Linked DNA regions of Gossypium hirsutum: region 2 is linked to region 1. A link is a contact called in public Hi-C data. All regions are on one chromosome and are shown on one strand. Each heading gives the region's core, a stretch centred on a gene start, on an enhancer-like site or on the middle of the called end of the contact. The rest is flanking DNA. Distances are from core to core; before and after follow the strand shown. Region 1 holds the start of LOC107951311. Region 2 holds the start of LOC107952223.

What was found. A called contact is a pair of places that touch in the nucleus more often than the background predicts.
Region 2: a Hi-C map of leaf shows a contact between it and region 1, with 2.4 times the contacts expected there. The contact joins the promoter of LOC107952223 here to the promoter of LOC107951311 in region 1. A contact is called at or near these places in 2 of 34 Hi-C or Micro-C datasets (both in leaf).

What each region holds. Positions count from the first base shown.
Region 1 is chrA02:43,211,698-43,216,364 of Gossypium_hirsutum_v2.1, forward strand. It overlaps LOC107951311, which reads right to left and starts at 2,107. Exons shown (of 8, transcript XM_016886315.2): 1 at 1,588-2,107; 2 at 1,315-1,488; 3 at 270-296; 4 at 31-193. The coding sequence starts at 1,677.
Region 2 is chrA02:43,409,372-43,414,038 of Gossypium_hirsutum_v2.1, forward strand. It overlaps LOC107952223, which reads right to left and starts at 1,800. Exons shown (of 8, transcript XM_016887495.2): 1 at 1,481-1,800; 2 at 1,259-1,393; 3 at 866-919; 4 at 698-724; 5 at 451-613; 6 at 291-371. The coding sequence starts at 1,576.

The DNA.
Region 1 (4,667 bases), core at 857-3,356:
TTTAGTAAAGGTGTGGCTTATATAAATTACCAAAACCCATTTGCTGATACAAATTGTCCATGGAAGCTTGAAACTTGGTTGCCCCACTCACTCCCAATCCCAATAATTCATTAACATCTTGTACAACAATTCCAGAAGTTGGTGAAACTAGACCATGTTGCACATTGGTTTGAGACAGAAACCATCCTATGGACTGGAATGAAGAGTTAAGTTCATCACTCAATAGAAGATGGGAGACTAAAAAATTATACACAACATAACTGGCATACCTCATCAAAAGAAGTATAGCTTTGCCCCTGCAATGGAAGGGAAACGTATTATTCATATCCACTTTTTGAATAAATGATACATAGATTAAACCAAAATTTGAGTGCCATGCAAAATTCCTAATAGATATAGATTTGTTTGAACTATGTAATTCAAGTAGTACAATGGTTGCAAGTATTTGGGCTATAGGTCTCAAGTTGGAGGTTTGAGTCTTCCTCGTTTAAGTAGCTCCATAATTATTTTCAAACACAATATTAACATCTCTTTTAATCTTGTAGCTATAACCAACTAAGGTGTTTTTGACTAAGTGAACTAAGCCCATCGACAAAGATGAAACAAAAAAATCACTTTAAAGAGTTAGAAATGAATCATAAATTATTAGAGACCCAAAGTCCAATTTAACTATTATACTAACATATAATTTTATAAAAATTAAAGGAGCTAAATAGAAAATCTACCTTTTAAAAGAGGGGGCGGGCAATGCCGCTGTTTGCCCCCTTGCTTTTGTCCCTACTCATTGGACAATCACTTCCTATATGCTGACTCTCAGCATAGTACTAGAAATAAAACCCCCCACCAAGTGATTGCTAACTGCACACTGGCTTTCGATATACTATGAGAGAGAAAATTTTCAGAGGACAGTACTTTTAATTGTTAGGGATCGATCAACTACCTCACAGATAAAAATATATAAGCAATTTTTTTAATGGGAAAATTGTTTCTAAAATACAAATCTCCGTACATCAACTTCCCATCGAATGGGGATTTGCCTCATCAATGCCTCGTTTGCTGTCTGAAAAACACAATTATCTTATAAACAAAAATGGGTATTGTTAGACTATGCTTAGGAATCAGCACAAGTCTTCCTATTAGTAGGAGACTTCAAGGTTTCCCATGTTCCAAGATACTATTAATTGTAAGGATCATATATGTATGTATTCAAGGCCAACCCTGACATATATTGACCTACTGACCAACTAATTTATTATTGTTTAAGCTAATTATTGTCCTAATGCAACGATAATAATCTAAGAGAGAGAGCTGAACCTGTGCCTCAAGTGTAGTCTTAAACTGTTGAATACAATTTTGCATATATTGAATTATAGACTCGTTTTGCTTCAACTCCATTTTCATCTGCTGGTTTTCGGTTTGCATCTGCTTGAAGATTGGGAGCATTTCATAGTACTTGGTCTTCACCTGTTCAAGCTCCTCGAGCCTCCTCTTCAATTATAAATAAACACTCATTAATTAATTAAAGACATAAATAAACAATGGGAAAAAAGGAAAGAAAGAAATTTGATGACGGGTTAATCACTGTACTTTAATTTTCTGCCTGTACTGTACGCAACGGGCGTTATGAGCATCCTTTTGAGCTCGGGTTTTCCCCGATTTGGTACCTTTACCCTCCATTAATGAGCTTCAGTAATATATCACTATTTTCTTCTAACCTTCACTAAATTTTTGACTTGTTTTCTGTTGTAAAACTTTAGCTGCATCTCGATTTGATTACCCACAATTTTCTACTATCAACTATTTTCGGTTCCAAACCATTTGATTTGCCTGAATCTTTCGAAAACTTGATAATTGACTCGAAGTCGACGCTTTTAGATAAAGAGCAAAACTGAAGAACAGGGGAGATACGAACGAAAGGAAGAAAAAAAACAAAAGGAAGAAAAAAAATAGAACAGGGGAGATAGCTCAATAGATAATGATAAACCTTTCTCAAGTCTAAAGGCTAACAAAAAGAAAGTGATGATCTGAGATTTATGAGGATAAAGTGGCCACTGGCAGCTTCCCCCGTTTATATTAAGCAAGGGAAGGTTGACTAAACTCGCGTCTCATCGCGAGCTCTGTGTTCGCGCGAACATTCCCTATTTAATTTTGTGTCTCCCTTTTTTGGCAGGATTACTTTTGCCATTTAGACAAGGCGTAATATATGACGTGATAAAACAATATTATAAATAAATCAAAATATTTCTTTTAGGATAATGATATTTATAATAATAAATTCTTATTTTTTTCAAATTTTTAATTTAATTTGAGTTTTTTTAAAAATTTATGCATAAAATTATATATCACGCATAAAATTTAAAATTATTATTGACTTTCAACAAATTAAAAATACATATTTAAATACATTCGAGTTTTTTTTAAATTGTTACAATAAAACTGAATTAAGTTACAATCAATTTTTAAAGAATTGAATTACAAAAGCTTTTTTTTTTGTTTGGCAATACATGATTTTGTTGCAGGTTTTAATTTTTGGATTCATTAAAAGAAATCTTCTTCAAAGATTTTAAATTGTAGATTTTTTTAAAATTTATTTTGTTTGTAGTCATTATTTTAAAAATTAATTTTTAAATGCATGGTTCTTAAAAAAATTAATTTATCGGTCACGAAATATAAATAAAAAAAGTTATTCGCTTTTTGATTTATCTACGTTAAATTATTAAATTTAATTATATTAGTCAATTAACATTTATATTATTTATGGGTTAGGAAAGAATTATAGATAATTTTAAATATTGTGTTAAAAAAAATTATATGATCAAAATATTAAAAAATTTTATACGATGAGAATGTTCGAAATCAAACGAATAAATGGATTTGAAACATATATTACATGAAAATTAATAAATTAAAGGCAAAAAGAAAAATTGTGATTCATTCATCCCCTTATACTCTTTAAGCGTGGCGTGTCCTATACTATTTAATAAAAGAAATAGCACCTCCCTTACCCAGCAGCCATATATGACAAATCATTCTCCCTCGCGATGATACTCGTACGACGATCTCGTCGGATAGCAAGCGTGGCGTGCCTCGTCGCCACATAACACTCAAGTTTTTTTGGAAGTTTCTAATTGTAAGCCAAGGTATTAAACAAAATATTAAATGGGTAGCATTTTAATACAAGAGGTAAGCAAGGCTTTTGTCTTAAAAATTAAAAAAAATTGTAATTTAATTTTTTATAAATGATAAGATTATAAATTAATAATATAATAACTCCTCAAAAATAAAAATAAAAATATGGAATCATAAAAACTTACATTTTAACTTCTTAAATATTTATAATGCAATCCTCCATTAAAAAAATTTCTCAACTCGCGGCTATTGTAACATGTTGAGACAAGGATGGATAGGCGGCTGACATAACTTGTAACGTTTTCCATATTCAATAAGAAATTCTTCTAATTTTTGTTTTATTCATAAAACTTGTGCTCAAAACTTAATAGTAATCAAGTTTCCTATTATCGACTCCACCTCATACTACTGATGTTTCTTTATTCATTGTTTTAAATTACTCATAAATTTTTAAACTTGAAATTAATTAAGGTATTGTTTCATAAATTAAAAAAAAGTTAAAATTAAGTATTGAAAATATAAATTATAAAATATGTTTAATATATTACTTAAAATTAAGTATCAAATATTATTAAATTATTAAATTAAGTATGAAATATTATTAAATACTATTTTATTTTTCCTTAATTTTTAAACATTTAATCTTGGGATAGTGCCAGAAAAGGCCCATTTCTTAAATTATTTACAGAAATGGGCCACTCCAAAAAATATTTACTGCAAATGGACCGAATACACTAAAACGTGCTGACGTGGACGCATTTTCAGGGAAAAACATAGAAAAGCGCGCTGACGTGGACACGCTTTAGTAAAGAGAACTGACAAAGACACGTTTTTCTCCATGTTTGATTAGGGCTTTTGGGTTATTTGCATATTAGGGCTTAGGTTTAGGGTTAGTTTAGGGTTTAAGAAAAATTAGGGTTTATGGTTTGTTTTAGGGTTTAAGAAAAAATAAATTAAGGTCTATGGTCTAGGGCTTTAGTGTTTATTTTTTTAATTGCTAAGTATTGTTCTGGAATAAATAAATTTGACAAGATGGGATATGAAAAAAAATAAATTTGACGTGATGTGTTCTAAAAAAATTATTTTGACGAGATGTATTTTGTTTTTTTGTACAGTCAGTAATAGTATAGAAAAAGCTTACAACTGGATGCTTTTTTTTGTACTGTTAATTTTGAAAAAATAATTTTGAGAAGATGGCTCTAAAAAATATCCCGGAATTCCCGGAAAATTTGATAGTTGGGGTTGAAAAACGCTTCAAGCAAGATGCATTATCAGCAAAAGTATTGAAAAAAACTCTCAATTGGATGCTCTTTTCAGTAGTGCTGGTGACAGTGCATCCCACCATCCCTTAGGCTATAAATGACCCAAATTTCATTCTCTTGTTGCATAAGTTACACCAAAAGAAATTCAAGAAGTTTAGAAGAATAAAAATTGAAGAAGTTGAGAAGGTATAAGTTGATTTATCGTATTAATAGTTATACGAATCATTATATTTTTGCATAATGTCTTTTTGTTTTGAATTTCTTTCGAAAGATAAT
Region 2 (4,667 bases), core at 550-3,049, 200 kb after region 1:
GTAAGTTAGCCTAGTTTTCAGTTACAATCTTTGTAAACCTGAGGTATTACAAGCTAAGTTAATGAATTACGTGAAGAACTCGCTCAGTTCTTCACAAACTCCTAAATTAACAAGTAAATTAGAAAGGCTTGAGAAGACCTTGTAATCAAGAGTAAAATTCACCAACACAAAACCAAAAAAAAAAAAAAACTTTAATACCATAAAAAACATGTAAATCCTATGCCAGTTGTTGGAGGAAAAGAGTGAGAAGTAAATGAGATGAACCAAAATTTATGCTGATGAATGCAAACCTGCAGCAGAGGAGACAGCATGATTTGCAGTATATGCGGGACCAGCAGCAGTAGAGGCAGCAACGTTGGTATAGTCCTGGCCTGGGAACATGTTACAAGTCTATTAATACAAAATACCAAGCAATGTAATCAAGGCGTGGCTCAAGGGTTATATAATTACCAAAACACATTTGCTGATCACAATCAACCATCGAAGCTTGAAAGTCGATTGTTGGAACCGGTACTGATCCCACCAATCTATTAACATTCTGTAAACCAGTTCCAGAGGCTCTTGAAACTTGACCACCTCCCGCATAATTCTGCGATGCAAACCATTTTACTGCCTGCAACAAAGAATTGAGTTCAGCACTCAATTGATGAAGATGGGATAATCGGAAATTATCATATACAACGTAATTAGAGAATACCTGGTCAAAAGAACCAAAGTTATGCCCCTGCAATCGAAGAGAAATACATTATTCATCTTCATCTCTTTGAATAAAATATAACATGGATTTGACCAAATGTTGGGTATAAGCAGCAGATCTTTTGTAAGAAAAAGAGAGAAACGGTTAATACTATACAAATTTCCGTACATGGTATGCCATCAAATGAATGAAGAGTTGCTTCATCAATTCCTCGCTTGCTTTCTGAAAAACACAATTATCATATAAACAAAAATGCTAATGCTTGCGAAAAAAAAAGCATAAATCATTATTCTTCCTAGTAATTTAGGAAGTTTTAGGAGAGCTAAAGGTTTCCATGATCCAAAATAATCCTCATATATAGTATATCCAAGATCGTGATAAATAAATTTTATGAAATTTATGTATAGTTCCACTGTTAATTGTTTGCTAATTTCAGTATTCCATTGTTGTGTTGGAACAGAGATGATGTTTTTCAACTTTTCAAAAGAGCACAATGTTGTCGTTTAACCTTCGCAAAAACCATATTAGGTTTAAAGGAGAGAGAAATAGGGAGTGCAAAACCTGTTCCACAATAGTTCTCCTAAGTTGTTGGAGCTCAAGCTCTGTGCTAGATTTGTAATTCTCAAACTCCATTTTCATATTCCGGGATTCAGTCTTCAACATTGGGATCTCTCGTTCAAGTTGCTCACGCTTCGTCTTAGTTATAAAAACACCAAGCAAACATTAATTAAAGACTTCAAAAAAATAAACAAAGTAATTGATGATGGCTTAATATCAATGTACTTTGATTCTCTGTCGAGACTCTCTACAGATTGCAGCATGTCTAGCCCTTCTCTCCTTCTCAGATTTGGTACCTCTTTGTTTGGCCTCTGTATTCATTGGAAAAGCGCATAGTTTTCTTCAAATCAACTCCTCTGGAAAACGAATGGTAAAATGTGGCCTCATGTGCTTCACCTTATAGACAGCTGAAGGTTCCATTCTAACATTGGCGGCCATCTTAATTCTACCTTTTCCCGCGCGCGACTACTTCAGATAAGACTATGGAATCTTAGAGTGGGAAAAATAAGTCAAGTGTGAGGTTGAAGGCGATAGGTTATCTGGCCAAATTTTAATTTAATTAATGTTTGCTTGGTGTTTTCTTAACCGACGTCCATAATTGGGAAAAGAATTGTAGGAAAAAGTGAATTTATGATATCTATATTTTTTTTAATAGTTTTATGTACTATCAATATTTTTATATTGAATTTTAATATTTTTATTTTAAATAAAATCAAATCTAAATTAAAATTCTGATATTCAAGATAAAATTATTGATGTAACATAAAATTATTAAAAAAAATAATATCCATATTCCATATAATACTTTCTCCTAAAATGGAGTTTGACCTCGTATAACTTAAGAGAATATGATATCTGGCACAAATTTTGCACTCCCAATTTCTCTGTCCTTTAAAGCTAATATGGTTTCATTTGTCTTTAGTACAAAGACTAATATGGTTCCATAATAATGAAGATGATGTTAAAATATGCCTCTATTCTTAGTAAATTTAAATTTAAGTCTTTATGCTTTTATTTTTAAGAAATTAATCTCATTGTTTTTTAGATTTTAAAATTTAAATTTAATTATTAAAATATTATTTTTTATTAAATTTATTAATATGGTATTTTGAAATAAAAAAACTCATTTGATAACTAAAAAAATGATGTTGTAATGAATCTAAATTTAACAAATTAATTTTAATAGTACTAACAATTGAATTTAAATTTAAAAATATAAAATGTAAAATAACTAAATTATTAAAAATAAAAATACAACAATTAAATTTTAAATTTGTGAAAAGTAATAAAATTTAGTGGATGTTTTAACTTTTTAAATAATAAGCTTAAAACATCATAAACTAATTTTTTTTTGCCCGTTGGATACACGAGTTAATTATATAAATTAAAACATTTTATAAGATGACAAAAAACATTTAAAAATGGTAATTTAAAAGTGTTAAGAAATCATAAATATAATGATTGATGTATAACTTTAATTTCTACTAATGTGTTCACACTATTTAAAGGCATGTTTAAGTAGCCTATCAACATCAACACTGTGAGAGTTAAAAAGTGTTTTTTTTTTCGCGAAAGATAAAAACACTTTTATATAATTTTTTGTCTTTTTTTTTGAAAAGTTAACACTGAAATTGGTAACCAATTAACACTGGAATTGTACATAAATTTTATAAAATCTTGTCTTATTTTAAGAAGAAAAAGTAGCCATCATCAATTTCTTTGTTTATTTTTTTTTTTAATATCTTTAATTAATGTTTGCTTTGAGTTTTTAATATTTTACCATTTAATTGATCCCGTGTTGATTTAATAGTCAGTATTTTTATTATTTTAAGTATGATTTGGGATCGAGTTGCACTAATTGTATTACTGTTGAGGCTTTGTCATCCTCTTATAATTAATAATTTTTGTAATTTGGGTGTAAAATAATATGTTAGAATATGTTGAAAGAGATGTTTGATTATTTAATTAGAAATTTTTGTATTGTTATTATCAACCTAAATTTGATTCAGAACTATTACTTTTTAATTTCAAAATTCTTGGGACTTTGATTTTGTTTTAATTGATTTTAATTAGCTTTGAGCTTTTAACATTGGGCTTTTGGTTGGTAGTCAAAAAAATAAATAAATATCGGCATGTTTAGCCCTGTCAGCTTGACTTTGCTGTTTCCCTGATTTGGTACCTCTTTGTTTGGCCTCTGTGTTCATTGTAAAGCGCCCATGTTTCTTCTGGAAAATGAATGGTAAAATGTGACCCCATGTGTTTCACCTTATAGACAGCTGAAGGTTTCATTTTAACGTTGGTAGCCATCTCCATCTATTTTCTCCACAACATTGGCCACTTTTCCAGCGCGCGACTACATCTGATAACACTGCCATATTGTGAGTGTTGCATCAAATATTTTTTACATCCATTTGACAAAATTAAGGGACCCTATTTTAATTAACTTTTATATTAACCTCGTAAAGATTATTAGGGTTTCAAAATCATCATTTCTGACACTATTGAGAAAAAGTATTATTATAAAAACAATAAATATTATTTAATTTTTTAAAAATTATTAAAAACTATAAAAAATATTAAAAATTTGTAAATAATTAACAAAATAAGTTTTTCTTCTTCAATTTTCTCTACAAATTCCAAAAGAATACAAGGCGATTTCTATGTTGTCATCTACTTTTTTGTCTTGATTTATTTGGGCATTACTGTTTTCAAATTTGCAATCTCGAAATAGTATCAACATATGATTCGATTAAAAAAATTGTAAAAATTATTCAAAAATTGTGAATTTTCGATTAAATGCCACTAAATTCACAATTTTTAAATAATTTTTATAATTTTTAATAATTTTTTGAAATTTTTAAATAATGGTTTATATTTTTTAATAAATTTTTATAATTTTAAAATATTTTAAACTATATTTAATAATTATTTACTATATTTAATATTTTTAAAAAAATTTAATATTTTAATAATTTGCAATTTTTCTATAATTTTTAAATATATTTTTTATGATTTTTAATAATTTTTTTTATAATTTTTTTGGTCTGGTCAATGTAATCAACGCATGGTCAATGCGGTCAATGGCCATGGTATCGTTCACGTTAGCAGTAAACAAGGACATGTGGTGTGTTTTGATTGATTGTTTTTTTAACACTGTTAACAATAAGGGCCAAAAAGTGTAACAAAATTATAATTTAGGTACTGATTTGGGAAAATGAGTATAGTTCAGGGACCAAAGAGTGAACAAAGCGTAAATAATTTTTAAAATATTGATAAACTTGAAACAAAATACTGAAACAGACTAACATCGATGCGTGCCAATTCCAATAAAAAAGCAATGTATCTACAAATATGATATTAACTACCTTTATTAAAAATAGTAATCATGAAAATAAACCCAATTCACCAAATA